Regions from separate parts of the Rattus norvegicus genome. Here region 2 is linked to region 1. Evidence: chromatin contacts called from public Hi-C data. All regions are on one chromosome and are shown on one strand. Each heading gives the region's core, a stretch centred on a gene start, on an enhancer-like site or on the middle of the called end of the contact. The rest is flanking DNA. Distances are from core to core; before and after follow the strand shown. Region 1 overlaps Dym (dymeclin). Region 2 overlaps Ctif (cap binding complex dependent translation initiation factor).

What was found. Hi-C and Micro-C count contacts between places; a contact is called where the count stands out from the background.
Region 2: a Hi-C map of liver shows a contact between it and region 1, with 4 times the contacts expected there. The contact joins two enhancer-like sites. A contact is called at or near these places in 3 of 12 Hi-C or Micro-C datasets (the A7r5 cell line, Schwann cells and liver).

Annotation. Positions count from the first base shown.
Region 1 is chr18:71,022,199-71,027,730 of GRCr8, reverse strand. The region is part of intron 13 of Dym (dymeclin); the gene reads right to left. Among named protein-coding and RNA genes, the nearest start is that of Dym, 140 kb to the right of the region's middle. Within about 2 kb of position 3,055, at least 5 of the 93 cell types and tissues checked have an H3K27ac peak or open chromatin away from gene starts, as enhancers often do. A contact at or near this core is called in liver, where this site is marked.
Region 2 is chr18:71,401,273-71,406,711 of GRCr8, reverse strand. The region is part of intron 10 of Ctif (cap binding complex dependent translation initiation factor); the gene reads left to right. Among named protein-coding and RNA genes, the nearest start is that of Smad7, 140 kb to the right of the region's middle. Within about 2 kb of position 1,766, at least 54 of the 93 cell types and tissues checked have an H3K27ac peak or open chromatin away from gene starts, as enhancers often do. A contact at or near this core is called in liver, where this site is marked.

The DNA of each region.
Region 1 (5,532 bases), core at 1,806-4,305:
ATTTGTAATTGCAGCGCTCAGGGGATGGAGGCAGGAATACCATAGTTCAGCCACCCTCCTCTGTCCAGTGAGCTTGAGAGCAGCCTGAGTTACACTGTTAAAAGAATGTATCTGAAACATCCCTCAGTAGGGAAATATGCTTGCTGCCAAGCCTGCAAATTTTAGTTCAATCCCTAAGTCTCACACTGTAGGAGGAGAGAAGTCACTCCCAGTTGTCACATGTGTGTTGTGTCACACAATTAAATGTGTTAAAAAAAATCATAAACACCATAATATTTAACCATGTTTTCCTTTATGTCTTATTGACATCTCAAGGATCACTCTGAATTGTCTAGAAAGTAAAACTGTAATTTAAACCCTTTGGAGGCTGGGGATGTGGCCCATGGAGAGCCCCGGCTTGGCCTGCTGAAGGTCAGCGCACTAGAACTCCCAAGGGGGAGGAGGACAGGGTCTGAGGAAGAGAGCAAATGAGACTTCAAAACCCACTAGGAAGGACAGGCAGTGGTTGCTTTCCTGCCAGTGTGGTCTGTGAATACACTGAACATATGTGACAAAGCACGCGGACAGCCATTTTCAGTCACGCTACTGGTATTCAGAAGCACTAAGTTTCATCGATTGCGTCCCAGCCTAAGTAAACCAGTATGTGGAAGAAGAAACTCTGGAACAACAACTCAGAGAGAAAGAGAGGCCAGGGTATATGCTAAATGCAAGCCTTTTAACCCATCAGTGGAGGTAGATTAGTAGAATATGGAGTGACTGCCCCTAGAGGCGCCTGCTGTCCTGGGCATGAGAGCCCTAACCCCAAAGTAGGAGATCGATACAGCATGCACAACAGTACGTGGGACGGGTTAGACGAGACAGGCATTCTCTCTGTGAATATGCCTCACTCAGCCCAGCAACCTGAAGGATTAGTGGTCGCTCATCCTCAACTTGCTCTTCTCTCGGACTGTGCCCTTCTCTCCTGCTCCTGGCTGAAGCATTTATACCCCTCCGCCCTGAGAGCAGGGCACCGAGCTCTTCCTCCTTACAAAAAGGAACTGTCTTAGAGCCTCTCTTCTGGCATTTTTCTCTTAATAAAATCTTCGGTTAAACTTGGGACCACCACGTTTACACACGGAGCATGAATGAGTCATATCCTGTGGAACTTGCCTATAAAACTCTTCATCTAATATAGACTAGCTTTTACTTAAAACCATGATTAATTGAACAGAAAATTATGTAGAGTAACATATACCATGGGAGCTCGTGGGAGCTGGGAACATTGTTCAGCGCAAAGCACTTGCCTGGCATGTAGAGGAGCTGGACGCTGGACTTCATCCCCCGCACAAGAGTCAAGGGGCTTGGAACTAGTAAGGACCTGCTGGGAGCTGGCTTATCGAGCTTCCCGCTGGTCTGTATTTTCTACAATATACGTATATGGTTCTGCTGTCTATGAACTGCTGGTTTGGAGCAAACATTTACTCTAAAATTATCATTTTATGGCTTGCATTGTTGTGGGTACTTGGAATACAAACAGAGAGCAAAGTGACAACCAATGACCTCCTGGAGTCTACCTGGGAAGAGGCCAATGAGAAATAGCCAGTGTGAAGTCTGGCACTCTACCCACCCCATAACTATTTGTTTTGGTTTCTTGTATATCCTTCCAAAGTTTCTGCATGTACAGACAAATGACTATATTTCTCCCCATATATACACTAAACAGACACAGATAGACAGAGACAGACAGACAGACAGACAGACAGACACACACACACACACACACACACACACACACACACACACACACACACACACTGTTCTCTACCTTGGTGTTTTGTTTGTGGAGGCCTGGGGCTGACAGTCTTTTCCATTTCTCTCCTTATTCACTGTGACAGGATCTTCCAACTGAACCTGGACTTCATTATTTCAACCAGCCCAGCTGGCCTTTAGCTCTGGAGAATTCTGCCATCTCAGAGCTGGAATTACAGTGAGCCCCACATCTAGTGGCATTTATGTGGACGCAGTGGGAGTCTGAACTCCAGTCCTCAGCATCCGCTAAGCCATGTCTCCAGCCACCCATGTCTCACCGTTTCCACATAATGATCCCGTCCCCAACCCTCTTCTCCCCAATGGCACTCCACCTCTCAGTACACTGCCCTGAGCAAACGTGCACTGAGAGAGCTGCAAAGCCTGAAGCCTATGCTTTTGCAGACAGATGAGCACACCACCACCACCACAGCCGGAGAACCCAGAAACAGGTCTGCCTAATGTGACGGGAAATTGCATTTTTTTTTCCTATGTAGAGGAAACTGTGTCTTTAAAAATCGGCTCTTCTCAGCACACCAGCACACAGCCTCTAGGCAAACCAGGCCGTACCCAGGTTCAGGGTACTCACAGGCAGCTGTGGAACTGGGCTGGACTTGGCTAATCAGGTATTTGCTTTTTGACTTCTGAGACAGTACTGAGCGTGACCAGTTCTCTGAAGTCTAACCCACGGCCTGGTGCGCCGCTGCATCAAAGGAAATGCTTGCTGGAAAGAGTGAGATCCCAAAGCTCTTTTCCTTGGCAGCTGTGGTGCGATAGCACCACCAAGGGGAGCTCTGCTGCAGCACCTTATCCAACTTCCTCCCGAGAGGACACCAGGCGGCGGTGGACAGGGAATTAATCCGGCACAGTGAACGGCTGTACTAGGCTTCCAAGCATTCTCCGTGAGCTGAGCCAGCGGAGGGCGCCCTGCCTGAATGAGCATCCAGCCAGCCCTGGCCTGGCCTCCTCAGGTACGTGGTTACTGCACTGCCTGTAATCAAGGCACCTTGGTGCAGGGAGCCTTTCCTTCTCAGAGGAAACAAACACAGGCAAAAGTGTATGGCAAATATGAATCAAGGGGAGAAAAATGCAAAGACTATGAGGTAGAAACAATGCTGTCAGATACTGGTGGAAGTTGCAGGAAAGCAAAGAGCTCCTGCCATTCCTGGGACCCTGCCGCTTGGGAACCTGGCTGCAGTACTATGAGATGCTCACGCTCCAATGGCGAGGTCACCCAGAGAACTGAGGTGTTCCAGTCAACCCTGCAACGGGCCCCTGGCAGAGAGCTGATCGAACCAGTCCACTTGTGCAAGAGACTTCAAGTGCAATGCCATCCAGCCGAGCAATCAATCCCCTGCACTGAGAGGGATCACGACAAGCCCATGTTTTAGGCCACTGTGTAGGCAGGGGGTCCGGGACACAGTAACAGACAACACATGTCTGGCCAGACCAGGGCAAGATGGACAGTAAACTTAAGAACATTTGCCATGCATGGCTCTGTAAGAGCCCACGAGTTCCCCAGAGATTAAAAACGGACTATATATAGCCCCTCTCTATTCCAACTCCCTGATAACTATTTTCTCAATAAATATTTATTAAGTGGAAAAATGAATAATGCATGTATAGCTAAGTATTGATTATATTGACGGGAGGAAGTAAGGACATAACTAATTCAGAGACAGCAGATGTTTAGAGCCTGCAGCGGCCTGCAGCTCACATACTCGCACACACTCCCCTCGTGCTGCCTTCTGAAAGGGCGCTAAAGCACAGGATCTCACTCACGGCCTGGCCCTTGGGCTCTCCAAGATCTCTGAGGACTCCACACCATGCTTTTATCAATGAACACAGACAGATTTTAAAATTGAGAGCAACCTAAAATATGCATTAGTTCATTTAAATTAAGAATGAAAACTTTTTATGTGGACATAAATATTAGTTAATAAAGAATAACTCTCTAGTCATATGAAAATGACTATGAATCTTGCTTCAATGCGTTTACAAAACAGCTCCTAAATGCTGACACACTTACTCCACGGTGTGCTCCAAACCCCACATTTATTACCAGCATCACTGGTGTTACAGTGTCAACATTACCAGGAAGCAAATTCAATTCTGATTTCTGCCGAAAGCTCTTAACTCTGCAACCAACACCCATAGTTGTCCTGTTTGAAGTCATGAGCTCATTTAATTCATTTTAAAGTAAATGCCAGGTTTACATAACCACTGCTACTGGTTTTCTCATGTCAAAATTACATCCATCCAACAAGTGGCTAGTTTTTCGCAAGTATGTGCAGAGGGAAGGCATTGGGTCCTAGCACAGTGTCAGTGGGTTTATGCTAAGGTATGAGGGAAGGCACTAGGCTGTAGTATACTATAAGGCGGGTTTATGCTAAGGGGTGAGGGAAGATACTAGGCCTTAGTACAGTGTGGGTGGGTTTAAGCTAAGGGAAGACATTAGGCCTTAGTACGGTGTATTACGGTATGCTAAGGCCTGAGGGAAGGCATTGGCCCTCGTAGAGTGTGGGTGGGTTTACACTAAGGTTTTAGCCAACGATTTATTGTGACAGGGAATATGACAAAGTCTGATTCTAGGTCCCCCAAGGCCTGTAGACCACACTTGAAACAAGACAAAGCAATAATGAAACAAAAACAAACAAACAAAACTACCAAGTCCAAGAAGTGAGCATTCACCCAAAGGTGATGAGGGCAGGAGGGTCAGAGTCATCCTTGACTGTACAGCAATTCAAGGTCAACATGATACTGTCTCGAAACCACACACACACACACACACACACACACACACACACACACACACACACTCGTATCAGAATCACATTGTATAAAGATACTAAGTCTTCATGAGGACCAGTTTATGATCTAGTACTTCTTCAAGTAGTAGAGGATATGTCAGTGTGTCCCCCACCCTCGTGCTGGTCAGCCACAGTTTGTCTGTTGAGAGTCTGCACCAGTATCAGTCAGAGCTGGGACAGCTCTGTGCTGAATGTGACTATGGCTCTGAGCGGGGTGTGCTATCTGTTACAGAGGTGAGGACATGGGGGCCAGACGTACTCTTAACCTAACTCAGGACTAAATACCTCGGTGTGGGGTGGAGCTCTTATTTAATAGTGCATGCGTGTAAACACATACATGCTTACATGTGGAGGTCAGAGAACAACCTTCAGGCAGGTGGTCTCTCTGAGTTCAAGGGAAGCCTGGTCTTCAGAGAGAGTTCCAGGCCAACCATGGCTACACAGCAAAACCCTGTTTTCAAAAGAAAGAACTTGGTAATAGAAGGTAGTGCAAGACTGAGTAGCCCACAGATGTGGGTTCAAATCCTTAGACAAGTCACTTCTGAGATTTAAGTGTTTCTTCACTGCAAAGTGGAACACAGGACATGTCCTCAGTAACTCAGTGACATCGCTGATATTTACTGTAAACTACTCCTCACAACTTAGTAACAGGTCGAGTAACAACACTTCCTCAGGTGCTTCCCTACTGCCACCGAGCAAATGGCAAGAGCTGGCAGGTTGCAGTGTGTGGCAGACGGCAACTGTGCCAAGCAAGGCAGTCCACAGGGCATGGTGCTTCCTTCTGGCCAGTCAGGGGGTTTTAAATGCCTCCAATCAGAGTAACAAGTTTTACCCTCCACCCATGTAGATCGACTTGAGTCGCCACAGGCCCGACATGGTAGGCATCTTCTAACAAGGCCGATTTCCCTGCTTCTACTAACTGCCAGGTGACGCTACC
Region 2 (5,439 bases), core at 517-3,016, 380 kb before region 1:
ATGTGTTCTCTGTCATTCCGAGAACTAAGAATATGGGACCACTCTTGACTGAAGCTCAGTGTGGGGTTGGGGGTCTGAGCCTTCGTTCCCTATCTTCCTGGAAAGCAAGAAGGGTTCTCTCTCTCTCTCTCTCTCTCTCTCTCTCTCTCTCTCTCTCTCTCCCTCCCTCCCTCCCTCCCTCCCTCTCTCTCTCTCTCTCTCTCTCTCTCTCTCTCTCTCTGAACAGGCAGCGAGCTGACCCGGCTGGGCCTTACCTCCTTTCTGTATGGTTCACGAAGGCAAGAAAAAGAAATGGTGGATTCATTGGGCTGTCCCTTTTCTGGCAGGGATGTGGGGGGGCTAGAGGCTGAAGCTGGATCGCTCTGGATGGCAGGGAGGGTCTGCAGGTAGCTGGGGTACTCTTGTGTCTTTGAGCAGCCTGAATAGTTAGGGCACATCAAGTCTGCAGAAGGCCCGAGGAGGCAGATAATTCCCTCAGAGGACCCTGTTCCTTTTGTTACCAGCTTGTACACATCTTTAACGACTCTCTTCCCAAGCCCCCAAGGCTAAGCCTATACTGTAAGACGAACTAGAGACAGTCAGTCAGACGGACAGACAGCAAGAACTGTGCACCCTTAATGATTGGAGGCCATTGGGGTATTCACACAAGCAGCCTGAGCTGCCCAGACAAAGAGCTGCCTTGTCCAAAGCTGTGGCCCTGCCTTTTATTTTTTTTTTTTTACAACCCCCACTGCTATGCGATTTGTCGTGACCTCGTACATCGAGGTGGCCGTGGCTGCATTTCAGAAGGATGTTAAGTGGCTCGGGGCTCAAAACTGGGAAGATCAGAAGGGGTTTTACTCGAGGGTGAGGGATGCTACACATTACACACACACACACACACACACACACACCTCAGTAGCCTTCACTTGTTAGCATATATCTTCTCCCTGTAAACTTGGCCGCCCACCACAGACACCTTGGCTCCTCTGCCTGATAAAGGGGAAGTTCTCGTGCCGGGCACTTGAGCATACACTGATATGGGGTGCGGGTCTTGCTGCCGGCTCCCCATGCTTCCTCTCCCTGTCCAGACAGAAGGGGCAGTGGGAGCTGGTTGATAGGAAAGTCCCAGAGGGGCAAACTGGCCAGGGGCCAGCTCAGCTTGAGAAGCATCTATTGAGCTCCCTGTGTATGACTGGGGACAGAGTACTCTGTAGGACCCAAGAAAGGAGGGACGTTCAAGCCAGCAACCCTTCCATGATCCTGTTCCCTCTGTGATCCCACCCCTCCACTGTCTGGCCCGGTTTTCCTACACTTAGATCTCAGAAAGCCAAGCAGCCAAAAAAAAAAAAAAAAAAAAAAAAAAATGCTCCCTAGGGGAAGTCACTAAAGGCAAACCCACCCTGTCATGAAGTTCCTTTTCTCTTTCTTGCTGTCAGTCTCCCCAGTCAGTGACCCTAAAGGGCTCGCTTGCAAAAGTTTGTTCTCTGGACTTTGTGTTTTCCCCATCTGCTCTACCGTCCTAGCTCCTGCTGGCTCAGACCCCAGCGCCAGCCCCTGTCTGTCCCTGCAAACACAAGTCAGCTGTGTGTGCAGACAAAGCTCAAAACTCCGTGGGGGCTGGGCCAAGCAGAAGGGACATTTCCAGGGAACTCTGGGGGCAATGGCTGGGAGGGCAGAGGCAACCGTCTGATTAGCAGGGACTCGGCGGCACAGTCTAAGGCAGAGAGGGTGCGGGGGCCTTGGCTGGTCCCCAGGGGCCAGTGGCTGTGGGTGGTGACCAGGGGAGGCAGCCAGGCTGGAAGAAATCGGCTGTTTGAGAAGTGGAGGAAACCGGCTGGAGCGGAGAGATAACAGCGTGTTCTCTGTGTGTCTGTGTGCGTCTGCGTCTGCCGGCGAGGGCGACTGGAGCCAGGCGGTCTGAGGCCGTATCTAGTGAGATTTTTGTCCTGGGTTGTGAAAGTGACCCATGGAGCCAGCAGCAGGGTTCAGGGCCTGGGAGAGAGGACACGTGTCCCTGGCCTCCTCCCCATGTCTTGTGCTGGTCTCCCCCTTGCTCCCTTGGTCAAAGAGTAGAAGGCAGGGGAGGGGGAGGTTGGCAGGGGTGGGCAGCATCCTTAATACAGAGGAAATGGTAAAAAAAAAAAAAAAAAAAAAAGGCCCAGCTTTCAGCTTGATTGAGCCACTCGTTTGACGTATGAACTTGAATACTTCCCCTAATATTTCTGGCTGTCGCGGTCTCCTTGACTATAAAATGGGATTATTTATACCTTCCCCTGCATTGCCCACCAGGTGGTTGGAAAGTTCTTACGAAATAAGGGTGTGAAAATGGTTGGTAAATGGTAGAGTGCCACATGCAAAAACTCAAAATGATGGGCACAGCTATCTCCCCTGGTCTGCTTAGGGAAGACTTGGTCAGAGCACCTTGCCATGGGAGGCAGAGGAGGGAGTGCCAGATATGGACCCTGAGGCTCCCAAGAAGGTGACTCCATCAGTAACGAGGCAGGAAGGGATTTCTCCCTGGGTGGGAGGCTCGTTCCTAGGTCGTCCTCCCAGGGAGCAGGTGGCCTGGGTTGAGCATGGACTCCTCCAGGGAGACAAGAAAGCTGAACAAAGACTCACCCGTGGTAGCCAGGGGTCTGCCTGCCCGGGAGACAAATGACAACTGCTCAGAAATGTGGGGAAGCACCTTGCTTTGCTCCCTTAAGCCTCAACTGCCAGGTCACCTTCTCGCTCCACCATGTCCCCGACCTGGAAAGCAGCCAGATGATCTGGAAACTCAGAAGGAGCTGGCAAGAGTGACAAGACTGTGAGTCTATGAGTCTGAGAGAAGCTGAGCTATTTAAAGCATGCAGCGTGGGGCGAGGGGGGAGGGGGGCTGAGTGCCACCTACCCCAGGGGCCTCGCAATAGCTTGCCCTTCCTTGGCCCAGATCCTGTACCACAGGGCATCCACAGGAACATGGGTCAGATGTCCGGGCTCCGAGAAGCTGCAGCTGATATGGCATGAAAGGGCAGCTCAGCCTGGCCTAGGGTTTGGGTCCTTTCTTCTGATCCTCCAGGCTGAACTGATCCAACCACATAGGCGCCTTGGTCTCCTGTGCCTTGTAAAGAAGGCTGGTACTTAGATTCCTGAAGAGGAGTCTAATCCTGCAGTCCCAAATAGAGAGGGGCAGTGGGCAGGAGCAGGAACTTTGCCTGGTTGCCACTTCCTGTTTCTGGGTCAGATTTTGTAACACACTCCAGGTTAATATAATATCATGTACATACACGCACACACACACATACACACACATATGTATATATGTATGGTTATATAATATCACGTAATACATGCACACACGCATATAACACACACATACAACATACACATGTATGTATGTATAGTTAATATAATATGTACATACACTCACACACATTGTATGTATGTATGTATGGTTAATATAATGTCACATACATATACTCACACACATGTATGTATGTATGTTTGTATGTATGGTTAATATAATATCACATACATACACTCACACACATGTATGTATGTATGTATGAACGTATGTATGAATGTTTGTATGTATGTATATGTATTTGATGGCCACTGTCTGGAGTTTTAAGTCCTTAGTCGATATTTTCTCTCTGCAAGTGGCCTTGTCAAATACAAAGTACCACTCGGCCACCCAGGCAGGACCAGCTGAGGGTACCTTAGCAGAGGGCTTTCCACAATCAGCATACAGACCTAAGCTGTTCTTAGGAGAAGTGTACAGAAGTTCACTCATTGCTCTTTCTGGGCAGGGTTGGCCTTTGCTGAGACAACAGGTCTCCTACTGTCTTGGCACTTAACAGCCTTTCTTCTGTGGAGTGATGGATGGACATTTTAAAAGACATTCTTAACACAGTAGAGTCTTGGCAACTCTCAATGTATCAGCCCAAGGAATCATGGAACTTGGGATTCTCGTTCCCAGAACAGCAATTTCCCCATACTCTGCTATCCAGGGCAGGATGGGGCAGGATGCAGCCAGGGGTGCTAGGGTCTGGGCCCCAAAACCCAAGGAAGGCTGTGTGCCCCGGCCCGGTGGTAATTCCAGCTCCGGAGCTAGGATCTCTGCCCAGCCCCACCCCCTGTTCTCTTAGCATGTGGCTTGGGAATCAGCATAACCACTGCATGCGGCATCCTTCATGCTGCTACCGTGCATGCAGTCCCGGGGACCCCAGAGGTGCTATCCATGCTGCTCCTAGTAGCACATGACATGATGACCTCAGAGGTGACATCCTCATATCCATGTCCCTGTGTTCTGCTACCCACATTAGCCAGCTGGCCCCACACAAAAACTCCGCTGGTCTCACCTCGCCTGGCTAATGTACTAACGGACAGCCTTATCCACACGGACGTGTGCCCATTTATCAGGCCAGCACCACTGTGTGGCAGGCAGCATCCTAGTAAGAAACGAAAAGATCTTCTCCCACCCCTGAGGCCTTATAATCTTACGGGACGAGGATACAGAAAGACAAAGCCACTGAGCAGTGTTACAGAGGCATGTGTGAGCGACTCTGAGGATCTCACGGAGACAGAAGGTGACTCACGAGGCGGGTTCTCAGAGATAAGGTGGCTGGTAGTCGGCACCAAATGGAGGGTGCCAAGAACCTATGTGGGAGCCCAGCAACTAAGCACAGTGCTCTTGGGCAGAGGTGGCCAAGCTGAGGGGCCAGAGTCAGGCTGAGAGGATCATTTGCCCTACCAAACAGCAGGAATTAGACCTTTAGGACCCTCCCTGGGCCACTGGCAAAGAGTGTATAATGTGTGACTGACATTAACCAATCTTCCTCTGTGGTAGAATGGAAAGCTAGATAAGGGCTGCTGCCTCCTCTACACATAAGACGTTGCCAGAGGGAACCTGCAAGAACCAGGGTAGGCATAAGCCGCCTCCAACTGAGCAGTGACAGTAGAACCATCCCCAAGGACTCCATTACCATCTGAGAAAGTAGGTAAAGGACCATGACAAAGAAAGGACACCAAGCCAAAGTCACCTAGTCAGGGGACCGAGGTCAGGGATCTACCCAGGAGTGGCAGACTCTGAGTAACTGGTTTTAGGTGAGAAGCCACAAAAGGGTATTGGGAGGTTCCCAGCTCTGGTGTCCGTGGGATCTCTTCTTTGGACATGCACAGACAGCACTCTGAGTGGCAGGACCCGTGGGCAGAGTGGTCACGTACACCTGTGCATGTCTCCTGGGCTCAAGGAGGACACGTTCAGCCTGAGACTTTTATACAGGTCAGTCCCCATGACAAGTGGTCCAGGATCTGAGGGTGAGGATGCTGGGTCTGGAGAGCGGGAATCGCTTGTATGAGGTCCTCCAGAGTCCCTTATGCTTGTCCCCGAACACATCACTCTTCCTCCCTTGCAGGACTGGGTACACCTGGGCATATACTTTATTCCATCATGACCAGAGCAATGCAGCCAGTAAG